Regions from separate parts of the Mus musculus genome. Here all the other regions are linked to region 1. Evidence: chromatin contacts called from public HiCAR-type and HiChIP or PLAC-seq data. All regions are on one chromosome and are shown on one strand. Each heading gives the region's core, a stretch centred on a gene start, on an enhancer-like site or on the middle of the called end of the contact. The rest is flanking DNA. Distances are from core to core; before and after follow the strand shown. Region 1 holds the start of Emilin3 (elastin microfibril interfacer 3). Region 2 holds the start of Ppp1r16b (protein phosphatase 1, regulatory subunit 16B). Region 3 holds the start of Dhx35 (DEAH (Asp-Glu-Ala-His) box polypeptide 35).

Region 1 (3,675 bases), core at 598-3,097:
TCTGGCCCAGACTCCCTCTTGTATCCCTGAGGCTTCTGGGCTCCAAACTGAGCCTGTCCTTGCCTCTATGGGGGAGGATCTGCTGCAAGCTCAAAATTTTGGGGTCTCTTGAGGCCTCTTTCAGGGATCCTGGTCCTCTCTAGCAAGCACTGTGGCCCAGATAGGTTCTCTGAAGCCCAGGGTACTGCAGCCCTTTGCAGAAGTGGTTCTGTTCCCAGCTGAGGCAATACCCTGGGAAATACTCACTCACCTGACTGTTGAAGGGCAGTTGGGTCCCCACCCACAGTTCCGGTACTCAGCCTTTATATAGCTCTCTGCTCCTTCTTGTAGGACGCAGGTCACATTTCTGTGTACCACATAGGCACAGAGAGACCTGCAGGGGAAGGAACACCTCTGGAATGTTTGGCCCGAGCTCACCTCTTGCTCTCAGAGTTCCCCGTATCTTTTTTTATTTATTTTATTTTATTTTTTTATTTTTGTTTCATGGAACCTTGGACCTCTGCCTGGGGTCCATATCTTCTGAACGGGGTCTGTGTCCTTGATGGGTGTCTACTGTCTACTGAGCCACGTGCTCAATTGAACCAGAAGATTGGGTGTCTACCCAACACCACTCTGAAAAGGCCGCCTCAGCTTCTCCCTCAACCACTTGGCCTTCTTTCTATTCACCCCCACCCCCACCCGGGCTCCTTCACTGGTTCTAAACTCCTTATCCTGGCCTTCAAGGTTTCTAGAGCACAACTTAGTGGCTTCTTTTTAATCAGGCTTTCCTCCTTCCTCCTGTGAAAAAGCTCTCTAGCCTCGGCTTTGCCATTTCCTTGCTCCCGAGAGCAGTACTCGTGTCTTCTCTTATAGGACATCTGCCCTGATGCTCCTGGATTCACGGAATGTGGTTGTGGGCTGGGTACTTGCCTTCAAGGTTTTATATTCGATTGGAATTCAAATTCCTGTATAAACCACTGTGGAAGTCTGTCCATTCTACAGTACAAGCCCAGGACCCACAAGTCCTCACCAGCTGTGCATCTCACCCACCTTGGGGCTCCCGCAGGGCTATTGGGGCCAGACCATAGGAGGGGAGGAGCAACTACCTAAAATAAGCATGGCTCTGTCTACAACCACGCAAGGCAGAAGAGAGACAGAAGGCATTGGACTGGGGAGCCCCGTGTGTTCCAGGCGCGGACAGCCCTTCCTCCTCTCCCTCCACCTGGTCCGCTGCGCCTGGAGTTTGCTCACAGCGCAGCTGGAAAATGTTACTTCGCTGGAAAGGTTTCCACGGGCACTGCCAGGATCCCAGTCTCCGCGCCAGGCCCCCTCGGCTGACTTGTTCTTCGCCAACCCCGCAGCCTCCTGGATGGCGGGGCGCCTACCCGCGCAAAGAATCGTGTCGGGGGAACCGCCCCATCGGTGGCTGGGGTACCCATATCTCGACGCCTCCGCGCCGGTCCGGGCAGGTGGGAGTGGCGGCGCGCCACGCGGGGGCCTCCCTCGGGTTCCCGCCGTGGCCCGGCCCCGCGCTTACTTGTGTGGCCCCGGGCGCAGCCGCGGACGCCATCCGGTGGTGTAGAGGCTGTAACGGGAGGCACTGGGCTGTGCGGGCCGCGCGAGGAGAGGGGTGCCCTTGGCCTGCGCCCCCGAGAGCAGCGCCGCGACGGTGCACAGCCACACGGACAGACGGCGGCCCATCGCGCTCGGTCGTCACTCTGTCCCTCGGGGTGCCTCCCGCGGGGGATCCTCCGCTCGCCCTCCGGGCTCCCGCGGCCACTCGCGACCGACCCCCGGAGCGCGCTGGTTCGGCCGCCTGGAGCTGTGCGGCCGCTGCGTCCCGCCGAGTGGCCGGGGCTACTCGCGGCTGGGGCCGCGCAGGGGAGGCGGGAGGCGGGCTCTGCACGGATTAGCATAAACTTGGGGCCGCGCCGCGAGCTCCGCCAGCCCCCTCCCCGTCGCCAGCCCCCGGCCCCAGCTCCAAGCTGACGCCCGAAGGGCCGCGTGCAAACACGAGGTTAAGAAACGAGCAGGCGGGACGCAGGGCGCTAAATTCCAGGAGGCTCCCCAAACACGCGCAGCCCCTGTGTACTTTTAGGGTACCGGACAAAAAGCTGCAAAGCCTGCAGGCAGGCCTGGCCTCCCTGCTGGGACCTCTTAAGACTCGCTGTCTAGCAGGACACTTCAGTCTTGAACGTCTAGTGAGTATGGGTACCATAGTCCCGACCCTGGACCCGAGATGAACTTGTATAGAGGCACACCAGGAACCCTTTCCCCAGCCAGAGTGTCCCCTGTCTATGGGTGACCCAGGAGATCTGATAACTGCAGATTTCACTTCACACCAACTTTTGCAGACCGGGGAAGGTGGCCAGGCTGCCTGTCTGAGTTCAATGATAGGCCAGCGTTGTCTGTTTCCGTTAGGTAAGCTGTACCACGTGCCCATTACCTCTCTAACCCCTCCAAGAATAACACCCCCACCTCACCCTCGCGCACGTGTGTTTCCCATAAAAGCTTTTAATTAGGTGGGCCACAGTCTGGTGTCTGGCTCATTATTAGCTTCTAGTCAAAGAATATTGCGAGGGCATCCTCGTAAGAAACTACCTTAAGCCAGGCTTCCTGCTTTTTTTCATTCCTGAACATGACTATGTAACCTAAGAGTTCATCTATACAGTCATGCTTATTGGACATCACCTTGTTAAATGCCTACCCTGCAAGAGGCTTTCTGAATTCTGATTCTGTCATCCAAGAGGACCACTTCATTCTGGCTTTGTCTCATCCCCACAGGACCATAGATGGCCCTCCAGTATCTGCACCAAGGAAATACTGGGCCTACTTGGAGGTCCCTGTCCCTCACTGTGTGTGTGTGTGGTGGGGTTTACATTCCTATGTGTTTGCATACACGTGGAGCCAGAGTCCAACCTCAGGTAATGCTTCTGAGGGACTATCACCTTGTTTCTTTGAGACTAGGTTGCTCACTGTTATGAGTCTGTCAAGTAGGTTAGGCTGGCTGGCCAGCGAACTGGCCCAATAAGCCCAGTGGATCCCAATTCTACCACACCAGTACTGGGGTTACAAGTGCTTGCAGTCATGCCTGGCATTTTCTTCCTTCCTTCCTTCCTTCCTTCCTTCCTTCCTTCCTTCCTTCCTTCCTCTCTCTCTCTCTCTCTCTCTCTCTCTCTCTCTCTCTCTCTCTCTCTCTCCTCTCTCTCTCTTCTTTCTTTCTTTCCTTCTTCCTTTCCATTTCTCTTTAAAATCAAATTCAGGTCTTCATGCTTGCAAGGCAAGCACTCCACCGACTGATCTGTCTCCCCAACTCTGCTTTCTTTCAAGAGGAACTCTGAGGGGCTGGAAGGATGGTTCAGCATTAAAGAGCACTTGATGCACTACCAGAGGACAGTTCTAGAGGACCTGGCACCCTCTTCTGACCTCCTTGGGTACCAGGCATGCATGTGGTACACCATATGCATGCAGGTAAAATAACCAGACACGGGAAACAATTTTTCTTAAAGTAACTTTGAGGTGTGAATAAACTCATTTGAAGCTGGTGGTATTAAGGATGCTGGAAAGAGCAGCTCTGAATCCACATCTATGCCCTGCCCTCTCCACCTGCTCTCTGAAGGCTGATACCTGACCTAAGCCTTTCTGGTGGTCTTTTTTTTTTTTTTTTAAGAAAGCACCTTTTGTGTGATATTTATT
Region 2 (3,675 bases), core at 364-2,863, 2.2 Mb before region 1:
CTGGATTATTAATGAACTGAGCGGGGAGCCTCGGGCACATGAAAGGGGACTTCAGACTTGGGGAAGTCTTCGAAGGACCCAACCAGAGGTGGGTTTTGTTGTTTTAAGACAAGGTCTCATGTGGCACAGACAGGCTGGCCTCAAATCCATAAGTATGCCTGAGAGCTGGATTTACATGTGTTTGTTACCACACCTGGTACTGGCACACATGCAGGGTACTGGTGTACACACAGGGTACTGGGGGCTGAGCCCAGAGTTTTGTGCCTGCTAGGCAAGCACTCTATCCACTGAGCTATATTTCCTTACTCAACCCACAGGGTTTTGCTCCTCCAAGAAAAGTAACTGAGTGTATTCAGCAAGTAGGAAATCAGGCAGGGTGTAGTGACCCTGCCTTTAATCCCAACATGTCTTTAATCCCAGCACTGAGGAGGTAGAGGTCACCGGATCTCTTGCTTTTAAATCCAGCATGATCCACATAGTGAGTTCTGAGCCAGTCAGGGCTGCTGAGTGAGACCCTGTCTTAAAAGAAAATAAAAAGGAAATCAGTACACTTGGTGTTGCTCCCGGCTTTACCGGTTCTATGGTTCTATCCCTGAGTGTTTCAAACAGGATTACGGGAGGATCCCTGAGACCTAAACTGTGAATCTTGTCTGCCTCCCCAGCTGCTTAGCCCTGGGTGCCTCTGGCTCTAATCTGGAGGCTGGGAAAGTGCAGGAACAAAGCCCTTTGTGGAGAAGAGAACCCCATTGTTCTAAAGTCAGCTTTCAGGGAATGCGGATTCCAGAGAATGTTTGGGATAGGGCTTTTCTCTTTGTCCACTTTCTCCCCTCTCCCTGGGGGGAGGAGCAATTTAAAGGAGCAACTTTCAAAATTAGATTAAACAGAGTTAAACCCATTGCCTTCGAGGGAAGGCACACACTGCAGGATCTTCTGCCCAGCAGCCGCCTAGGTTACATGACAGAAACCCAGGGCGTTTGGGTCTTGTTCTTAGCAGGAAACCTCAAGGAAGCAGCTGGGCCTAGATCTTCCGGGCACCTCAGCTGGTGAGAGTCATCAACCTAGGCATGACCACTTCCTTCCTCCTTCTCTTCACCTCCCCTCTTTCCAGAGCGAAAGAGTGACTGGACTCCACGTCACAGGCCATGGTCTATTGCCTTTTCTCAGGTAAAAGACCTATCTATATAGCCCCGTCCTCTAGATAAGGCCTGGCCAAGTTCCTGATGTTTGTGGAGCCTTCAGAATCAAGCTCAACGTGGGAGATTGACTTTCGGGCACTGAACTGACCCCATTCTCTGCTACTACAGGTAGGATATTATCCCTTTCTGGGCCTCACTGGGTCTATCTGTCAAATGGGAATAAAATACCACCCTGGCTTCCCCCCCTGTCTGTACTGGAGGTTAGAGGTGGGACACAGTCAAGGAGAACTATCCTGAAGCCTGACTGTGTCTCAGCTGCTTCCAAATTCCTGCAGCTCAGAAAAGGGGTCTTCATTTGGAGGGCGCTAAGATCTAGACCTTCTTGTTGCTCGGTGACAAGCCCCTTGGGGATGCGCGGGCCCACCCCTTTCCCCCGGGAGCTGAGGCTCCGCCTTAAGGGAGGAGTCAAGAGGCGGCACGGTGGCTCGCTACCCAGCCGAGCTGGCTCTGTCGCCGCACCACCAGCTGCGGCTCTGGGACCTGCGGATCGAGCCGGGGCCGGAGCCGCCCGGGGTAGGGCTCGAGAGAGCGGGTGAGTTGAGCGGCGCCGCATTCCTCTCTGCACTCTGCGGATCCGGCGGGCAGGTGTCTCGGGCCCTTCCAGTCTGGCTGGTGGAGAGGGGTGGCTCAGCCAAGGGAGGGTGGCTTAAGATAATTGGGGAGGGGGGCGGTGGCGGTGGAGTGTGCTGGAAAGGTGCAGTCTCCCACATCTCGCTATCGGATGGGGAGGCTGGTGTAGAGAGTGAATTGGCAGGGCTGCGATGGCTGGATTCTGGGGGGCGATGTGAGGTCCGTGGTCTGTCTGGGCTACTGTCTGCCAGGGTTACAAGGCTGGGTGATGAAACCACAGAACACCAGACGCCCTGGGCAAGCGGTCTACGAGCCCGGCATGGGGGCGCCGCCCCCTCGCGTGGCGGCGCTTGGTCTGGGCAGGCAGCGCGCTGAGAGCGCTGCTCCGGGGGTGGGAAAAGTCCCGGGGGCAGGCGTCCCTAAGGGCAAACCTGACCTAGTGCGGGATCTCCACCCCTAGAGAGTGTCGGTCGGTCCCGGTAGCCCCCGGCGGGGTGATTCCCCAGAAGGGATGCTCTCGGCCTCTTCGCCCGCCGCCTTGGGCGCGAGCTGCGGGTCCCGGCGCCCAGAGCGCTCCACTCCTCGCGAGTCCCGCGCATCCGTTCCCGCAGGGAGCAGCGCCCCCGAGCGCCCAAGACAGGCAGAAACGGCGCAGCCCTACCCCAGAGGTCAACTGAGGGGTCTCCCACAAGGTCACGCAGAGCACCCTGATCGCCCCGAGTGGGAGCGAGGAGCCGGAGGCTCTCCTACCCGCCTCCGTAGCGGATGCAGACTCTCTTCCTCTGCGCTCCCCTCCCAGCCCTGCCTCCAGCTTTACGGAAGATGTTGCTGATGCAGCTTCCAGCCCCGGGCGGATAATCGGGTCTAGGTGAGCTGTGACTACGGCCCTCTCTGCAACCCACTGGAGCGCCACCACTACTGGCCAGGCCTGGAAGCCTTTGCTCTCCTGGAATCAGAAGGGGGGGGGGGCAGAGATGAGGCTGCACAGAACGGAAAGCCGGTGCTTGTGCGCCCATGTGATTACACTGCTCATAAAGGGCTCCTGTTCTTGCTGTCAGAGGCGCCCACCAGCTCCTGGTTCCCGGGAGCACCAGGTGCGGCCTGTGAATCGCCCTCTGTAGAGGACCCGGAGCCCGATAGTGCCAGGCGCCGTTTCCCTCCAGGCTATCTGGGGAAGGGGCTGGCGGTCGCTCCAGGCCCTCGGGGGGTGGGGTGGGGGGACTTCTCTGTGCGCCTTATCCTGCCATTTCCTGCAGCCAGTAAGGTACCGGAGTAGAAACGGCCTCCGTGGGGAGGGAGCTTTCCTTCCAGGCTGAGCTCCGCACAGCTCAGCTGAAGACTTGCTGTCTGCCCGCGGGCCCTGCACTCGGTTCCCCATCACCACAGATCTCTAAGAAGTGGGGTGAATGGTCGCTGTAGGGTAACAGGGAGGCCTCCCGCGAAGCTCTTGGTGCATCGGAGCATCATGGATGACCCTGCTAGGCAAACCCGCCTTTAGTGAGGGTTTGAGCGGGGCGTGTCCCCTAGCCAGGTGCAGAAGTGGAACCCTGGTGGGTGGTTCTGCAGGGGCTGGGATGTGGGGTTCCACTTTTCCTCCCTCACTCAGTTATGTCACAAAGAGCCAGCTTGTAGGAGGCGGTAGGGACCAGTGACTCCTTCCAGCGTGCTGCCTGTTTGCAAGGCCTTTCCCACTCACGTTCTCACCACCTTCTCTCCCACCTGTCACCCAAATCCCATCTTCTCTGCCCCAGTCCCTGGAATTCTGTGGGCAAGATGACAATAGACCACTCTGTCAAGAGTCTATCTACCATTGTCTCCCCCCGCCCCGCCCCCAGATCTTCTCAGCCTTTGGAATGGCTTCCTTTAAGAAAGCCTCTTTCCGATTCAAGGTGATTTTCACTTGTGTCTT
Region 3 (3,675 bases), core at 809-3,308, 2.1 Mb before region 1:
CTTTCCCAGTGCTAGGGTTACAGGTGCAAGTCACCACGCCTGCTGCACGAAGCATTTCTACTGACCTGATATTGGTTTTCTACCACTTGCATCCATAATGTCTACAAAGGCATTTTTCTTTCTTTCTTGTTTTAGTTTTTTTGAGACAGGGTTTCTCTGTATAGCCCTGGCTGTCCTGGAACTCACTCTGTAGATCAGGCTGGCCTCGAACTCAGAAATCCACCATCCTCTGCCTCCCAAGTGCTGGGATTAGAGGCGTGCACCACTACCGCCTGGCTACAAAGGCGTTTTTCATGTATAAATGTTATTTTCTATATGAAGGACTTTAATGAAAATATAAAAAAATACACCTACATGTAGGCAAAATCATATACATAAAATTATTTTAAAAAAGGAATTCCCAGCATAAAAAGAGAGGCAGATTAACTTTAGTTCAATTGCACAAGTCTTAGGGTAAAATCGGCTTGCAAGTCCTACTCTACAGGGGGAATGTTTGATAGTGGAAGGAGAGAGGTCTTGGAGCTGCTCCTTCAAGGATCTAAAGCAGGGGTGAAGCATTCTCCACAGAAGGATTAGCATGTGCTGAACTTCATTTAATTATTAAGGAAACAAATCAAATCTAGAAACGAACGTGACATAAACTCAGATTTTGCTCGTGTGGTATATTTGCCCTGGCAGTTGAGCTAATGAGAGCCGATTCCGACCTAGTGCCTGCAGTGTCTTGCACTGTGTTAGGTCCTCTGCCCCTCATCTCCTTTAACACTTCTTTAAAGCTCAGTTTACAACTGAGCTTAAATGTCAGCCAGGTGATGGGCAAGCTAAGGATTCTGAATCAGGGTTACTTGTTTCCAACGCTTTCCGTAATTTGCCATTTCCCTCAAAGAATGAAGCATTTTCTTTTGGAGCTCTAAAAATGTATAGATTTTAAAGCCTCTTAATTTGTGGCTTCCTTGAGCCCAGCACAACTGTTCCATCCAGTAGAGGATGGAAACAGATGCAGAGACCCACAGCCAAATATTAAATGGAGCTTGAGGATGGGGGTGGGAGTGGGGGAGGAGTGTGTGGAAGAGTTGGGGGAAGGACTGAGGGCCCAGAAGAGGACAGGGCCTCCAAAGGAAGACCACCAGAGTCAACTAACCTGGACCCTTGGGGGCTCTCAGGGACTGAACTACCAACCAAAGAGCGAGCATGGGCTGTATCTGATGCAGAGTCCCCCAACAACTGGAGCAGGGGCTATCCCCGAGTCTGTTGCCTGCCTGCAGAGCCCATTCCCCTAACTGGGCTGACTTGTCTTGTCTTAGTGGGAGAGGATGCACCTAGTCCTGCAATGACTTGATGTGCGGGAGGTGGGGGTGGGGGATGGGGAGGTAGAAAAAGAGCATTTGATTTATAAACGGTTGCCTTGGAGGGAACACTGGGTGAATGCACTGGCCTCACTGATCTGATTTCTAGTCTCATCTTCCGGCCCAATGTGCTCCTGCGTTCCCACTTTGCGACATTTCTCTGAAGACCACAAGTTGCCTGTATCATTTCGGCTTTACTTGCTGATAATAAGCATCATTCTGTTTATCCAGCGTTTATTCATTTACAGTTTACCCAGCCCCACCCTCGCCTGGGAAACAAGAAGCTACAGTTCCAGGGAACACAGCAGCATTAACTGAATCATCAGACGCAGGAGGTCGTTACCGCTATTATCTCTCAGTATGAAAATAGGAGACTAAAAGAGACGCAGCTGCGATAGCATGTAAACACGAGCATCTCTCAGTTCACCGGGGAAACCCAGCCTCTGCTCACACTCTTAACGCTGGTGAGTGACAGCCTGGGAACACAGCAGCGCATTCCTAGAAGTTAGTGGCAACCCAGAGTGTCCAAGCAGGGTAGAGCAGCCAATCCGAGAGACAATATGGCCGCGCGGCATCACGTGGGCCAAGGAGAGGCCCTCAAAGGCAAGCCAAAGCGAGCTGCGATCACGTGATCCATAGTGGGGGGGGGGGGTGTTGCCGGAAGGCGTGGCTTCTTTTCGCTCTACCCGCCCCCCGCAGCCCCCGCGGAGGCTGCTGGCGGGCCACGCCCCTTGAGCCCGGAGGGACTCGCGCGGGTCTAGAGGGGCGGAGTCTTCTTCGTGACCTTTCACCCCAGCATGGCTGCGCCCTTGGGACCAGTGAAATTCTGGAAACCGGGTAAGGCAGGGCAGGGAGCCTGGGTAGATGCCCGGACATGACTTTCGGCCTGGGGACCCACCCGTGGGCCTGACCGGGGGAGGGCTGGGCACCACTCCTCCGCGCGCAAGGATGCTGCAGCCCACGGTGGTCCGGAGGAAGTCAAAGGCCTCCCTAAGCTGGGCGGAAACTCTGGGTGACCTTGTTGGAGTTTCTTAGCCTCCTCGGCACCTCTTGAGATGTAGAGTCCTGAAGCGCCCGTGTGTATCTTGCTGAAGTCCTGGGGCAGCATTGGGGCTCGAGAGGCAGTGCAGCTCAGTGGCTTAGAAGCTTGGGTTATGGAGTCAGAGCGCCCAGGTTCAAGGCTGCCTCTCTGCCTTGCATCAGTAGATGGAGAACCTTGAACTCTGCCCCCATCCCTCAGAACATCGCTCCCCTCACCTGGGAAGTGGGCGGAATACGAACACCTGTCCCGTGGGCGTGGAGTAGGGGGAGTACGTAGTCCGACTTAATGGCTCATAAAAGAGAAAATGTATTCCAGTGTTTTAGGGTAGGTCTTGCCCACTCTGAATGTTTACCACAAAGTGAACGCCCTCCTTCCTAGTGGCTGTCACTTTTCCTGTTTTGTAGGCTAACAAGTCACCATCTTTTGTTTTTGCATTTTCTCAGGTCGGGTTCTTGTTGAAATACCAGACCATGATCTGTGTAGGATGCGCCTTTTGTTCACGCTTTTCTTATAAACTAAACCAAACCAAGCTAAACCAAAACACTGTTTCTTAACTGGTACCAGCCTCTGCCCTTACTTTTTTACACATTTTCTTTTTTTCTCCTCTACCTGCACTCCAGAAGATCTGGGTGTATACATTATATTGTGATGATGATAGTTTGAGACAGAAAAGGCAACAAGGGACAGCTTTTAAAGAGTGTTTTAGATGCTCCCTGGAAATCTGACCATGTGCCTAAGTGTTAGAGAAATAAACTCATGAAGGTGACACATAATTATTTTTTTTTTTTTAAATCTGAACTGGATATGGTAGTCCATGGCTGTAATCCCAACACTTGGGAGGCAGAGGCAGGAGGATCTCTTGAATTTGAGGCCAGTCTGGTGTATATTCCAGGACAGCCAGGGTCACAAAGACATACCCTGACTCTCTCGTTTGTCACTTTCATGACTCAGCATTTTCAGGCATCAGCTGATTGTCCACCCCAGTAAGTAATGAGTTACCAACTTATTCAAGAGTTAACCAGCAGACCAAAGAGTTAAGTCTAATAGAGGCTTGGATAAATTGCCAAAACTCAGACCCGGGTACCATTTTGGTTAAAGAACCTGGAACTGTTCTGAACTGTTCTACAAGTCTGTCCCATTGTTTAGTCCATTACTGTATCGAGAGTACACTTCTGTCGTCAGTCAGGTCGTGAACACGTACATGCCTGGGCTCAGCTCTCAAGGTGTGCTCTCCAAGTTACGTGTCCATGAGAAGAATGCTAAGCAAGGCAGAGGGGTGCTGTAAGGAAG

Evidence for each region. HiCAR-type assays count read pairs that join an accessible place to other places. HiChIP or PLAC-seq counts read pairs in DNA pulled down with a chosen protein or histone mark.
Region 2: a contact with region 1 is called in an H3K4me3 HiChIP or PLAC-seq map of stem cell-derived neural progenitor cells, with 9 times the contacts expected there. The contact joins the promoter of Ppp1r16b here to the promoter of Emilin3 in region 1. A contact is called at or near these places in 3 of 39 promoter capture datasets (cranial neural crest, embryonic stem cells and frontonasal cranial neural crest) and 3 of 115 datasets of contacts at active chromatin or transcription factors (embryonic forebrain, embryonic midbrain and stem cell-derived neural progenitor cells).
Region 3: a contact with region 1 is called in a HiCAR-type map of astrocytes, with 6 times the contacts expected there. The contact joins the promoter of Dhx35 here to the promoter of Emilin3 in region 1. A contact is called at or near these places in 7 of 39 promoter capture datasets (the 3T3-L1 cell line, cranial neural crest, embryonic stem cells and 4 more) and 2 of 115 datasets of contacts at active chromatin or transcription factors (VIP interneurons and astrocytes).

The regions. Positions count from the first base shown.
Region 1 is chr2:160,910,492-160,914,166 of GRCm38.p6, forward strand. It overlaps Emilin3 (elastin microfibril interfacer 3), which reads right to left and starts at 1,848. Exons shown (of 4, transcript NM_182840.2): 1 at 1,517-1,848; 2 at 251-373. The coding sequence starts at 1,680. It overlaps Gm35181 (a long non-coding RNA gene), which reads left to right and starts at 1,841. Exons shown (of 6, transcript XR_375190.4): 1 at 1,841-2,180.
Region 2 is chr2:158,665,522-158,669,196 of GRCm38.p6, forward strand. It overlaps Ppp1r16b (protein phosphatase 1, regulatory subunit 16B), which reads left to right and starts at 1,614. Exons shown (of 11, transcript NM_001159662.1): 1 at 1,614-1,728.
Region 3 is chr2:158,792,749-158,796,423 of GRCm38.p6, forward strand. It overlaps Dhx35 (DEAH (Asp-Glu-Ala-His) box polypeptide 35), which reads left to right and starts at 2,059. Exons shown (of 22, transcript NM_001372513.1): 1 at 2,059-2,180. The coding sequence starts at 2,141.